Regions from separate parts of the Pan troglodytes genome. Here region 2 is linked to region 1. A link is a contact called in public Hi-C data. All regions are on one chromosome and are shown on one strand. The core of a region is the stretch at or near the end of the contact, and the rest is flanking DNA. Distances in the headings are between cores, read along the strand shown. Region 1 holds the start of LHX6 (LIM homeobox 6). Region 2 has its middle 33 kb from the start of TTLL11.

Region 1 (3,602 bases), core at 49-2,548:
CTCTCCCTGCACTTAACCCGTGGCTCTTGAAGTAATCGCTTAGTTCCCTTGCAATCCAAGCCTCTGAGGGGGGAAAAAAAACACGCGCACACACACACAAACTACCTGCAATTAGAAATTGTCGTGAATGCCCAAGATAAGAGGTAGCCAGAGTGTCAATTCCAACTGTCAATCAGTGAGATCCATCAGGCCGCCCAAAGAATTGCAAATTTGATTTTTTAATGGTAGTAATTAAAAATCGAATTTTTTCTCTCTCCACCCGCCCCCCCACCCCACTCCCCTTCCTCGCTCCCTTCTCCTCTCGGCACAAAATGCAAAAAGGAGAAAAGAGAGAAAGAAAGAAAATAAAAAAGAGATGGGTGAGGGGCGGAGGGTGGTTGAAGAAAATAAAACCCCGAGCGCGGTGAGCACCCGCCCGCCCGCCCGCCTGACACGCGCGGCGAAATTGAAGCAGCTATATTGACACGGATTCAGGAGCCTTTCGAGGGCCAGTCGGAGGGAAACCCGGAGCAAAAAGGGAGCGAGATCGGGGGCGAAACGGGACCAAAAAGAGAAAAGAGAGGCGCTCAAGGGGAGGAAAAAGCACCCTCCAGCCCCTCGGCGCGCCGGGTACCGGCCCCGCGTCGGGATTCTCAGCGCTGCGCCCGCACAACCCCCGGCGCATCGGCGCTATCAGCGCCTATTCAGACGGACAATACCGGCCTCGCCTCCTCTTGATTCGCCTGTGTCTTTACTAAATCGCTTTTTGAGAAATTCCTCCAACATTTGCATAATGTGTTCCCGCTTTCCGCGACCCCCCCCCCCTCGCTCGCGCGCGCTCCCACACTCACAAGCACACACTCACAGGCGCACCCTCGTACCCCTCCTTCCTGCAACCGCCCGCCACCCTGCTCGGCCCGGCTGGGTCCCGGACCCTGCCCGACCCCGGCCCGGGCCGCTCACCCAGTCGTTCGCCGGCTCACCTGGTCGGTGGCGGGGCCGCCCTCGGCCGGCAGCCGGCAGCCCTCGGGCAGCGCCGGGGCGGCGTTCTCATGCTTCCAGTACATGGGCCGGGGAACCTCGGGCTCAGCGGGCGCGCAGCGCGGAGAGCTGCGCCGAGGGGGACCACAGCCGCAGTGGGAGCAGAGGCTGCTGCAGGAGCAGGAGGAGAGCCGAGGCGCCGGCCCCGCCGCCCCGGGCCCGGCCCCAGCCCCCGCCCCCGGCCCGCGCGCAGCCCCGGCCTCCCTGGCTGCTGCCGCCGCTGCCTCGGAAGAAGGTCCCGACAAACTTGGAGAGGCCCCCGCCCCCTCCTTCTTCTCCTCCTCCCCCTCTTGGTAGTCCTCCTCCTCCTCTCCCTCCTCCTTGTCCTCCTCCCCCTCCAGCTGCAACGGCGGCCGCCCTGCCGCTGGAGCCCCGCTCGGTTCAAGATGAGTCATGCGTGACCAATCCCCTCCCCGCCAAGGGAGAGCAAGACACACACGACGAGGCAGAGACCCAGAGAGAGAGACACACACACAGACACAGAGACACACAGAAACTCAGAGCTGCCGACAGAGAGACTCGGAGACACGCCGGTACACAAAGGCACCGGCGGGCACACATCCACCCAGCTCTCACTACCGCTCCTCCCTCAAGGGGCACCCATCTTCCTCAGACACTGCCCCACTCACAGGTACAGGAGGGACCCATGGCCATACCATCTGCGGAGATAGATTCCGTAGGAGGTCACACGTTATTACACTGTGTTGATGCAATCCCACGCCTGGTACATTTGTGTACACACTAATGTAAGTGATTACCTGTTCACATCATTTACACGGGCACGAGGCACCACACTTACTCTCACACACCTGCACAGATACCTCTGCTCTATAAGAACCAGACAGTGCACCAGCTCCCAGGGACTGAGTGGGATCGGGTTGGGTGAGACGGGAGGGTAGTTTCCCTGAATTCTCTTGGAAGGGATTGCTTGGCACATTCCCCTTCCCTTCAGGATTTGCTTAACCACACAGTCCAATGCCCATCCCTTCTTCTCTAGGGTTCTACTGACAATGAGAACGGTAGGGAAGGCAGGAAGGCCCAGGCATTTAGACAGAAGACACTGCCCCCAGACACACAGACACAGAACCTTCAAACCCAAAGATGGAGCCTTACACACACTAACGCCCTGCAGCATACACAAGTGGACACTTAGAGTCTCAGCCCCCTTCTCCACACACAAACTGAGCCTAAAGAGACACATGTAAACATACATCATCTAAAAACAAATAAGCACACTCAGACATAGATCCAGCCCTACAGACACCATGAAAGCCTACCCTCACCACATCACACATGTCATCACCTCCATAATTGCCCTCATTTACAGATGTAAACACCCCCCCCACACACAATTGTTCTTCCATTTGTACACACAGCCATACTCAAGAGGGCACAGATTTTCACAGGGCTCCAAACCCATGTATAACCTTATGTCCTCTACTCAGGCACCCTCAAATATGTACTTACATCCTTACAGATGGTGAGACAACTATTGAGAAGCATTTATAGGCAGACACATCACACACACTTCTGCAGCCATAGATTCCCAATAGTTATAGTCTCAGTTTGCACACACACAGGCAGGTTCTGACAGATGCAGGTAGTAGAGGATGCCTGCACACCAACACGATACTAAAGATCCACACCCATATTCCCCAAAGATACAAATATCTGTTCCTTTACTGGCATCAAGGTACACAAAAATAGCCCCAGCCTCAGCTAATGGCATTTCCCACCCTCTGCATCCCAGCCATTCATTGCTCTCAGACACAGAAATTCAGAGTGAAAAGAGTTTCTCTTTGAACCCTAATCTTTTATACGAAGAGAACAAGTTGCAATGTGAAAGCGGGTGAGGTGTATGCATAGGTACACATGTGTACACACATACACATGCATTCTCAAACATGAATACAGAAGAACAACCCCTCCCTCTCAAATATCTCCTTTGCACATAATAATTTCAGCTACTACTGGGATTATTCCCAGTTATTACAGCTACTAATCTGTGCCAGGCATGATACGAGGCATTTTACAATCATGATCTCATTTTCCTTTCACAATAATCCCGTGAGGTAGCATCTCTCAGCGTGCTTGTTTTACTGATCAAGAGACTGAGGTTCAGAGAGTTCATGTGATATATCCAAAATGGTGCACATGGCTAATTGCCAGAACCAAGGACTTAAAACCACATTCATCTCACATTAGAGCTCATACTCTTGATTTCTAGGCTGCAGACATGACCATGTTTACTTTCTGCACACACACACGTGCACACACACACACACACACACTCCACATTATCTGTTAAAAGACCTGGATGTGACTCCCAGCCTCACCACTTACAAGCTCAGCCTGTTTTCTCATCAGCAAAATGGGAATAACAATACGACCTGCTTTACCTCCTTCTGTTCCTCCACTTTGGGTGGCTGGGGGAATTGAAAGGTTAATAAACACTATAGAATGCTGCACATATGCTAGATTTGTGAGGGCAGAAGGGCTCCAGGAAAGAAGACCATGAAGATTGTACTGGCTTTGCAAAACTTCTTAGACATGAGCCGTGGAAGAGGCTTGAGCTAAAACTA
Region 2 (3,190 bases), core at 656-3,155, 100 kb before region 1:
TCCATCTCCTTAATAGCTCTGGGATCTGCGTCGTTCTTGCCACCTCACTCCTGCCCCTGTCCTGGTCCAGGCCACCACATCCCTCCCATCTGGCCCTCCTGCCTCCTTAGCTGGTGCTCACATTCCCATCTGAGCAAGTCGCTTCTTAGCTGGTGCTCCTTAAGCTTCTCCTTAGCTGGTGCTCACATGCCCATCTGACCAAGTTGCTTCCCTGTCTGGGCCTGTCTCCAGATCCCTGTCCCCCAGAATAAAGCCCACACACCTAATACTGGCCTCGAAGACCTCCAAGGGGTTGCCTGGCCACCCTCCACAGCCTCATCTCCCGCCACCCAGGATCTCACCCTGCTGTTCGAGGTGCTGAGATGCTGTCAGAGTTTGATGACTGACAAACAAACCAAACAGGAGAGTGGCTGGGCTGGGGTGAAGTAGGAGAAGACTAGACATACCTCCCAGGGCTCTTCAAGCTGGCGATGACCTATGAAGTTGTCCACTCTGCCACTAAAGACCACCAATCTGCAAGTGGTCCCAGCCCAACTCGTACTCCTCCCATGATAAGGAGCTCCGCCCCCTCACCATCCCTGGACTGATCCTTCTGTGAGCAAGTTCTGCTCACATGTTCTGCATTACATGCAGATTGGGGTAGGGAACTGGAACTCAAAAGACCCTCGACCCTAGGAACACAAATTCCTTTTCCTCCCTGAAATCCCATCCCTGGGAGTCCCAGTTCTCTGGGTCTGGGCTTGGACACCCTCATCGTGGCTCAGCTGTGGTTCTAGGAAGCTAGCCAGAGCCTGACAGAGAGATTGCCAAGACAGCCGCCAGAGGGCAGTGCTGCCCCACACACGCCCAGGGGCCAGCCTGCCTTTGTGTCTCAGGCTGCGTGGGTCTTTCAAGGAGAGGCTGCGTGTCTATGTTTGTGTGTATGTGACTGTGGGAGTCTATTACTTTGTGTGTCTCTGGCGGCAGGGTTGGGGGTTGTCTAGGCCAGTTGGTATATGTGGTTGTCCATTTTTTGCTCACGTCTGAATACCCCAATTTCCATCCCAGGAAGGGGTGCAGATGCCTGGTTACTCAGTGGGGCCCCAGGCAGGACGGGGAGGAGCACGGCCATCCTCTGAAGAGCCCTCGCCACCATCACCCCCACCATGAGCCTCCAGCCAGACTGGGCCTCAGGTACCTGTCAGTTAAGTCAATGACCCAGTGACAAGGACCAGTTAGTTGTCCTTGTCACTGTCTGGAACCCAGGGCCAGTCCTGGTCTGTGGCGTCCAGGTGCTGCAAACCCCCAGTCCCTCCCTCCCAGCCTCCTCTCCCCTCCTGCCCACCATCACCATACAACAAGGACAGGGAGACTATACCCCCATATCACAGTGGAGGTGTCCGTTTGATCAGCCTTGAGCTGGACACCAGAGCTTCCTGGTGACTCACCGGCAGCCCCCAGGCTGGTCAGGCCCGGGAGAAGGACGCCAGTGTACCCTGCCTGCTGCTGTACCTGCAGGACATGCCTGGACACCAGCGTGCTCTGGGAGGGAGCTGTCCTGTTGCCTGCGGTGGTGGGGACAGGGGAAGGCTGCTCTGAGCTGTACTTGGGATGCGTCTGGGAAGACAGGAAGGGCGTGCCAGCAAGAGAACAGCATGTGCAGGGCAGGGAGGTGTGAGGGCGCAGCCTGGGCAGCCAAGGGGCCTGAGCCGCAGGATAAGTGGGTCTGGTGGCATGCGGGAGGCGGCAGAGGCAGCGGGCAGGGAGGGGCCTCTCTCCCCAGCAGCTTGGTTGCGGGGACGAGCCAAGCCACCCCATGCTCACAGCCAAGGCAGGGGTCTTGAGACCCGCCTCATACCTCTGTGACCTCCAAGGAGCAGACAGTCCCCGTTACTGCCCCTGCTGTCCCCAGGGACCCAGGAACGCAGGGAATGTGCAGCTGGAGGGGGAGGGACAGCGACTGACATTCTAGACCGGTGATGCACCCAGTTAGAGGCCTAGAGCGAGGAGAGGAAGTGTGGGGCACAGAATAAGGAGAGAGAGAACAGAGGGAGAAAGAGACACCGGGAGGGGAAGGGAGACAGAGACGGGGAGTCGGAGGAGGGAGCGGAGAGAACCGAGGGAAGGGGGTGCCAGGAGGAGGGGTAGGGAGAACTTTCTTGGCCTCCCTGCTCGCGCCCTCCCGGGCAATCAGGCCGGCAGGAGGCAGGTGGTCCGGGGCAGACAATGGCGCGGAGGAGTGCGGAACCTGGGACTAAATTTGGCGTTGCCTTTGCAGGGCGCGGGGCGCCCGTTCATCTCGATGCAAAGGAGAGACGAAATGAATATGCAGCGCGGGCTGTAATTGGGCCGCCGCGGCCGCCGCCGCCGCCGCCGCACTATAATTTTCCAAACAGGATCTTGCAATCAGGGCCTTATTCATTAGCGCATAAACAATTTTGTTTCTCGGCACTCGAGCCTGTCAATCACGCGGAGAGGGAACATCTTGGCCGGAGGCGCGGGCCGCCGTGCGCGCTCCCACGCGCGCCCCCTCGAGCGCCGCCAGGTGGCTTTGTGTCCGGGAGGCCCTTGGGTGCTGGGGTGGAGGGGGCCCGGGGCACGCTTCGGGGTCCACACCCCAGCCCGGCAGATGGGGGTGGGCGGCCTGAGAGAACACAGGTTTGGGGGCCCACCGCCCCGGCTTGCAATTCTGCTTCTGACCTCACCAGCTCTGCCCTTGGGCAACCCCCCTTCGCCTCCCCAGCCTCAGTTTGCCCTCTGTAAGATGTGCTCAGCGCGCTCACCCCGCAGAACTAGAGGGGGCATCGGGTGGAATAATGGATGCTTTGGGTGCTGAGGCCGGGGGGTGGGGTGCTGAGGAGGGGGCCTTCTAGCTCCTTTTATTAAAGGAGGGGATCAGAGGCCCACAGAGCGCTTCTCATCCCATCACCACCCCCACCCCTCTAGGACGGCTCCTGCGACTCTGTCTAGGGAGGCCTCAGAGTGGTTCTCTAAGAGCTGGGCTGGGCACAGCCCTGGGCTCACCCACACGCTGGGGTGGGCACGCATGCGTGATCTCCCGTGCTGGCTCCCAGGAGGGCTGTGCACGCGGGGACACCTATAACTCTACAAGCCCATGTGTGACTGTGCCACAGGCTTTGTGCCTGTGTGTGTGTGTGTGTGTGGGCGGGGGCGCTGTGACTGTGTGTTCAGCTACTTGGCTGCTGGTGAG

Evidence for each region. Hi-C and Micro-C count contacts between places; a contact is called where the count stands out from the background.
Region 2: a contact with region 1 is called in a Hi-C map of stem cell-derived neural progenitor cells, with 2.7 times the contacts expected there. The contact joins the enhancer-like site here to the promoter of LHX6 in region 1. A contact is called at or near these places in 3 of 7 Hi-C or Micro-C datasets (induced pluripotent stem cells and stem cell-derived neural progenitor cells).

The regions. Positions count from the first base shown.
Region 1 is chr11:16,215,619-16,219,220 of NHGRI_mPanTro3-v2.0_pri, reverse strand. LHX6 (LIM homeobox 6) reads right to left here and starts at 1,298. Exons shown (of 8, transcript XM_016961593.4): 1 at 963-1,298. The coding sequence starts at 1,046.
Region 2 is chr11:16,319,581-16,322,770 of NHGRI_mPanTro3-v2.0_pri, reverse strand. No RefSeq gene overlaps it. Among named protein-coding and RNA genes, the nearest start is that of TTLL11, 33 kb to the left of the region's middle. Within about 2 kb of position 1,905, at least 10 of the 24 cell types and tissues checked have an H3K27ac peak or open chromatin away from gene starts, as enhancers often do. A contact at or near this core is called in stem cell-derived neural progenitor cells, where this site is marked.